Linked DNA regions of Mus musculus: region 2 is linked to region 1. A link is a contact called in public Hi-C data. All regions are on one chromosome and are shown on one strand. The core of a region is the stretch at or near the end of the contact, and the rest is flanking DNA. Distances in the headings are between cores, read along the strand shown. Region 1 overlaps Plppr4 (phospholipid phosphatase related 4). Region 2 overlaps Snx7 (sorting nexin 7).

The links. A called contact is a pair of places that touch in the nucleus more often than the background predicts.
Region 2: a contact with region 1 is called in a Hi-C map of cortical neurons, with 2.2 times the contacts expected there. The contact joins two enhancer-like sites. A contact is called at or near these places in 1 of 39 promoter capture datasets (hippocampal neurons), 2 of 484 Hi-C or Micro-C datasets (cerebral cortex and cortical neurons) and 1 of 9 other capture datasets (liver).

The regions. Positions count from the first base shown.
Region 1 is chr3:117,355,936-117,359,350 of GRCm38.p6, reverse strand. All of the region lies in intron 1 of Plppr4 (phospholipid phosphatase related 4), which reads left to right. Among named protein-coding and RNA genes, the nearest start is that of Plppr4, 3.2 kb to the left of the region's middle. Within about 2 kb of position 1,775, at least 9 of the 459 cell types and tissues checked have an H3K27ac peak or open chromatin away from gene starts, as enhancers often do. A contact at or near this core is called in cortical neurons, where this site is marked.
Region 2 is chr3:117,838,822-117,842,236 of GRCm38.p6, reverse strand. It overlaps Snx7 (sorting nexin 7), which reads left to right. Exons shown (of 9, transcript NM_029655.3): 3 at 2,199-2,309; 4 at 3,253-3,415. Among named protein-coding and RNA genes, the nearest start is that of Gm52614, 15 kb to the left of the region's middle. Within about 2 kb of position 1,901, at least 12 of the 459 cell types and tissues checked have an H3K27ac peak or open chromatin away from gene starts, as enhancers often do. A contact at or near this core is called in cortical neurons, where this site is marked.

The DNA.
Region 1 (3,415 bases), core at 526-3,025:
CGAGTGAATATATATTTCAAATGTATGACATCATCTGAGTTCACTTTGTGTGTGTGTGTGTGTGTGTGTGTGTGTGTGTGTGTGTGTGTGTATCTGTGCTTTTATTCTGACCTGAGCAATATTTCGGTTAAGCAATTAATATGGAGTTGCACTCATAATGAACCTCTGGCTTACCTAATGCAGCATTTGAGGGAGGAACAGTTTATGGGAGGGGTGTAAAGATTGACAGGTACAGGATTCCATGTACTGTGATTCATTGCATTTGGAAGACATTTTTAAGCAAGGGGTTTCTTAAATTACAGGTGAAGCAAGGATACATTTAGGAAGAAGATCTAACAGTTCCAAGGGTAAAACTGTGGTTTGTGTAATTACATCTCAGGTTGAATAGGGAATTCTGAAACGGTTGCTGCATTATACATAGCCTTCCTTCCTTGTCTTTTTAGCCAAACATGGAGGTGCTCACTTCCAAGCACAGACAGCAGACTCTGTGTTTGGTGACTGAGAGGTTGATCTGGATTGGGGAAGAGCTACTATGTTGAAACTTGGAGAAGACATCTTCTGTCAAGGCTCTCCTTTGATATTGCTGTATATCTCAGAGTTTCTTTTATGTGCCATATATTTTTTGAAAGATTTAAGTTTTAAGAGAGGTGTATATGACCTGCATAAGTTTCAGAGAAATGACCTGTCAACCTTTCCCTTCATCTCAGACCTATAGAAAAGAAGCAGATGTGGGGGGGAGGGGAAGAGAGAGAGAGACCCTGTTTGCTTAAAATCATTGTTTCATCTATTATCCTTTTTTACAAGGAATCTTGAGGCTATGGCTATGTGTGCCCAGAAGGCTCAGTGAACAGAATCAAGGAATGGGACTCTGAGCTGCCTGCTTCTACATCAGTGGCTAAACCACTTGTAGCACTGCTGATCCATTTAGTAGTGTTTTTTTTTTTTCTTTTTTTTCTTTTTTTTTTTTTTTTTTTTTTTTGCTAAAGCACTTTTAATCATATCTAAATCTTTTATGTTTATTGGAGAGAAATTAATGATTTTGGGGGTCTGTCCCTAAGAGATACTCATCCGAGGTCAGCTGGAAGCTGACTACACCAGAACACAGCTGTATATGTTTGTAATCTCAATGAATGAGGCTACAAACCAAAAAATTCAATCATTCTCTTAAAGAATGCTACTGACTCTTGAGAAACTTTTCATGGACTACATACCCTTTAACTTAGGATCTTAAAAGTAAAGATGTTTTATAATTCATTGGAATTGTGTCTCTAGGAGAAAAAAAATCTTACAAATGTTATACATTTTCCAGGAATGGAAATCATTATTTTCACATTGACCCACTCTGACACCTTCTATGAATTCATTAAGCCAGAGAAGTTACAGAAAGATGACTTGAAATAAATCATTGAGTTTATTATAAGATTTTGTTTGCATTTTCTTATTTTGATTTTTGGTTGTGTTTTGAAATAGGATGCCAAGGGAGCCCAAGCTGGCTTCAACTTAACTAGTAGCAAGACTGGCCTTAAATCCCTGACCCTCCTGACTGTACTTTGCACATGCTGGGATGAGAGGCATGGGCCACTGTGCCTGCCTCGTGAGATTAAAATGAGTATCTATAACACTGTATTTGGGGGTGGTAATAGACTTCTAATAGAGACCTCCAAAATTGGATGGCAAATTGTCTCCCTGAAACTTGAATGCACGATGAACCTCTAAAGAGATTGTAGAAGAGGGAAGAAGGCATCATTCTTCCAGCTATTTAGGAGTTGGCAGCAAGCACTACCCAGCTCCTTAGAAATGACTCATTTTGAAGCTAGTGGGAGGAATCTGCAGGATGAGTCTCTTTTGCAAGATGAATAAACAGAACTTGAATTAACATGTCAATTTAAAAGCACTAGAGGAATGTCCCTTGACTTTGGGACATAGTTCCCCATGACTCGGGGATTAAGATAGATTGACAAAATTCAAGTAAATCTCCTTCCATCACATATCAGCATAGAGAGTATAACTGAAGTAACATAAAGACAGTGAGACGGCCAGTATTCAGGGGAGAAAAGTCTTCAGGTCTTGTCTTTCTTTAAGGTGTGGGCCATTTTAGATTGTTCTTTGCTTCTTGAGTTCTTTATATATTTTGGATATTAGCCCTCTATCAGAATATGGTTTCCCAATCTGTAGGTTGACGATTTGTCCTATTGACTATGTCCTTTGCCTTACAGAAGCTTTTCAGTTTCATTCAGTACCATTTATAAATTCTTGATCTTAGAGCCTGAGCCATTGAAGTTCTGTTTAGGAAATCCCCACCCCACCCCCATGCCCATGAGTTTGAGGTTCTTTCCCACTTTCTTTTCTATTAGATTCAGTGTACCTGGTTTTATGTTGAGGTCTTTGATCCATATGGACTTGAACTTTGTGCAAGATGACAAATATGAGTCATTTTTCATTTTTCTACATACTGACTGCCAGTTAGACCGGCATCATTTATTGAAGATGCTTTCTTTTTTCCATTACACAAAGGAACTTAACTGGTAAAATTTCACATGGACCAGAGAGGGATAAAATAAACCTAGATACAGTTCTGTCAACTGCAATGTCTAGCAACATTTGATTGATTGGGAACACAATGAACCTTAAAGATAGATTGACCTGGTTCAAACATCACCTGTGCCGTGTTGTGCATAATTTTGACCACATTAGCTCTCTAGCTGTCTATTTCCTTTTATGTGATAAAAATCATGTAGCCTCAATATGAATATACATATATTCATCTATGATAGAAAATAAGATGCCTATTGCTTAGCTACAGAGTACATTCAGTGGTTCAGGCATCATGTCTGTAAGATGACTACATTGTGTTCTTTCATTTCCTCTTGTACAATTGCCCTTGACCTGAGGTGGACTCTTTCCCCTTCCAGGTTGAACAAATTCTACTTCTTCACTCACACTGTTCCCCAGAAGCGGTCACCTCCCAAGTTTCTAGAAGATGCTTGAGTTTCACAGGGTCCCTGGATACAGTCTGTAATATTGGTCATGGTTAAAGACAGTGGAGTGCTCTTGGCTTTGTATAGGGAATATGAGTTTTCTTTGTAAAGCCGTTAGAAGAGCATGCACCTTTTAGCTCAGTCTTCAGTTAAAAAAAAAAAAAGCCATTGAGTCGGTGGGGTGGCTCAAGCCCAGTGACCTAACTTCAGTACCTGCCACCAACATGGTAGGAGGGTTAGAAGGAGAGGATAGACTCACTCCCACATGTTGCCCTTTTACCTCTGTATCAAAATGTACAACATACATACATGCATATATACATAAATGCATACATTCATACATATGCACACACATATATACATACATGCATGCATGCATGCATACATACAAACACAATGAATAAATAAATAAATGTCATTTTCAATAAAAGAGGACA
Region 2 (3,415 bases), core at 652-3,151, 480 kb before region 1:
GCTTAGCATACCTGCATTTGATGAGCAAATGCATATATAAATACATTTGCATATGCAAATGCTCCCATAGACACTTGCATTCCAGTTAGAAGCATTATTGATACTTGAAGCACATACTTTAGAACAGGCGTTCTTTCTGTCAGGCTCTGTCATCAAATTCAGTTCATCATATGGCTATAAGTGACCAAATATGACTACTCTATGTGGGATGGTGATTCCAAAGTCTACTGTAGGGAAATTACTCATTCTCTAAGCTGAAGTGACTCTATCTGCTTTGCTATTTGTATCCCACGCAGGAGGAGTATAAGGTCCTGAAGTAGAAAGAAAGAATATTCTTAGATTTGAACTCATTTTCTATTGTCTTCAATTGTTGTTATATGCCAAAAAATCCCTTTAAACCAGTGACAGAGTGAGGAGGACAGAATTAACTGATTCTTTGATTCGGTTTGGCATCTTCATGCTGGCATTTTCAACAGATTGCTTTGTGTTTACTAAAGACTTGGAGCGGGGCGTGGTGGTGCACTCCATTAATCCCAGCACTCGGGAGGCAGAGGCAGGCAGATTTCTGAGTTCAAGGCCTGCCTGGTCTACAAAATGAGTTCCAGGATAGCCAGGGATATACAGAGAAACCCTGTCTTGAAAAAAACCAAAAAAGAAAAAAAAAAAACTTGGAAGTGACTGAGAACGTACACAGCTGAATCACATTCTCGCTGACCATTGCTCGAAAGCTTCATTGGTGTTCATGGTCATACCAGTTTATTGCTGTGGAAGTGGTTCATGAACCTGTTTGTAGTGCCTGGTGCTCCGTCCGATAGAGAGTGACTAACTGATGATTTGTGTGTGTATATGCAAGAGTGATGCATATGCATACGTACATCCACATATCAGTCAGTGTGTATATATATTGTTCAACATGTTTTTACTGGATGTAGATCTTCTGTTCTTACTGTTTCCATATCATGTGTCATTTTGCAAAATGACTACATTTTTGAAGTGTTTTGTGAACATTTAGATCCCTAGGCTGCTGCAGCTGATGAACCCCCACCTTTTCCAACTGCAAAGAGAACGTTTACTAAGATAAACTGTATGATATTGTAAATATCAACTCTGTAGGGTGGTGTAATTCCACAAGCTTCTTAGCAATTTCTAAGCCATTAAAACTGTACCCTGTGACAGCTTAATTTTCAAGTGGTTCGCCCATGTCGGTAGTTGTTATTTTCTGGGATGGGAGCTATGTTTGCAATATTTTTTATTTTATTCCATCTTCACTCCTGCAGGAAAATCTCAACCTAAATATTACAGTATATAATTTTTAGCATGCAAAAAATCCAGTTAAGTGGTTATTTTCTCAGGAGATGTCATAGATGAATTCGAGGAGTGCTACTTTTCTTTTGGCCTGTGGTTTAAGCAGTAACTGTGAGGTCGATATGGAACCCATGGCCTTGCCACATGAGTTGGCACAGATTTTTGGTTCGCCAGGAAGAGCGGACCTAATATATTTGCTAAAATTTTAAGACTTTAAGCATAGAGCTCAAAATAAAATAAAATAAAATAAAACCCTCCCCCTGAGAAATAACAGGAATAAAAGATTTTTACATTAAATATCCATTAATTATATTCTTTTGGAAAAAGTGGCAAAATCACTCCAAAAAAAAATGTTGGAATTTTTACATACCAACAGCAGATTTTAGTGAAAGCAGCTCACTTGAACACGTTCCAAGAAAACAGTCTTCTCAGTTATATTCAGGTTATTTTCCAGATTTTTAAAAATAGAACTTTCCTCAAATTCTGAATTCTAATCATGTCAAGAAAAGAATAATGTTTGAAACCTACATTCAGAGCACACTTTCTAAGCGAGAAAAGCCACGCCAGAGCAATAGTACTCAAAAGCCTGCGGGAGCCAGATGGCTGTTGGAAGACAGATTTTTCAGTTTCGACTTTAGATTTAAGCATGGTGTTTGCTTTCTTTGTGGGAAAAAAAAAAAAAAAAAAAAAAAAAAAACCGGAAAGTTCGCTTAATTTCATCTGCTGCATGAATAGATGACTGGAAAAAGAAAATACAGGCTGACAAACACTGAATAATTAAGATTCAAGTTTTCTTAGAGACCTATTTTTTTTTCATAATATCTAAAATAGAATTAGGCAAATGTCTTCTGTCTTCCACTGCACGGGCTGCTATGTTTTCCTTCTTCTCTCAGACATCTCGTGGGGAGTTTGATTCCAGTGAATTTGAAGTCAGGCGACGTTATCAAGATTTCCTGTGGTTGAAGGGCAAACTTGAAGAAGCACACCCCACTCTCATTATTCCCGTGAGTTTATAAGGGTTTGTGGAGCTTGTTGTTTGTAATATAGCCATTGTGTTTTCTTGAGTATTTTAGAGTGTCTAAAACATAGTACCAAACATAATACTTTTAAATCCAATGATTTTTACTTAGGAACATTTATTTCTAAACTCTTTGATTTAACTGTAGCTTTTTAAATTATTATAACACGGAATGATATTTTATTTTTCCTGACTAGTTTTATGTTTTTAAATATATTGTACTTACTCGTTTGTTTATTGTGGAGGTAGCCTAAGGATGCTGTCATATATAAGAAAGGTCCCAAACTACTGGAGGGAGGGGGAATTCTCCTTCCACCAAGTGTATCCCCAAAGTTTGAGCTCTGGTCATCACCCTGATCAACAGGAATATTATTTTCTTGGGAAGTCATATTCCCAGCCTGGATTTCTTTTAAACTTATTTTTATAATAAATGATGAGGTGGTGTTCAACTGGTCTTCAGAATTTTTTGCAACCTGGTGTGCCATGTTATAGGCAAGATTCTGGGTTTTTTGGTTGTTTTTGTTTTGTTTTAATATAATTGCTATTTGTGTGTAAGCAAGCTCGTGTACGCAGGTCAGAGTACCACTTGTCGGATTCGTTTCTCTCCTTCCACCTTGTGGATTCTTGAGATCAACCTCAGGCTGTCAGAATTGATAGCATGTGCCTTTAGGTGCTGGGCCATCTCAAAGCTTTCTGATAGATGCTTTAAATAAATTTTATTTTATTTTTAAGTTGGTACAGAGAGCAGCAGGGTTCCTAGGAGCATTTGTATACATACATGGTGGTTCCCCACCACTCCTCTGTGACCTCTGTCCCCATACACCTTGTATCTGTCTCTGTCTCTCCTCTCCATCTTCCATCCTCCATTCTGAATCTGCTGCCATGGGCATGTGTTCTCACATAGTTGTTGCTTTTGTTTTTGGTCTCAGCCATTGCCAGAAAAGTTTATCGTCAAAGGCATGGTGGAACGTTTCAATGATGACTTCATTGAGACCCGCAGGAAGGCGCTGCACAAGTTTCTGAACAGGATCGCTGACCATCCCACTTTAACATTTAATGAGGATTTCAAGGTTTTCCTCACTGCACAGGCCG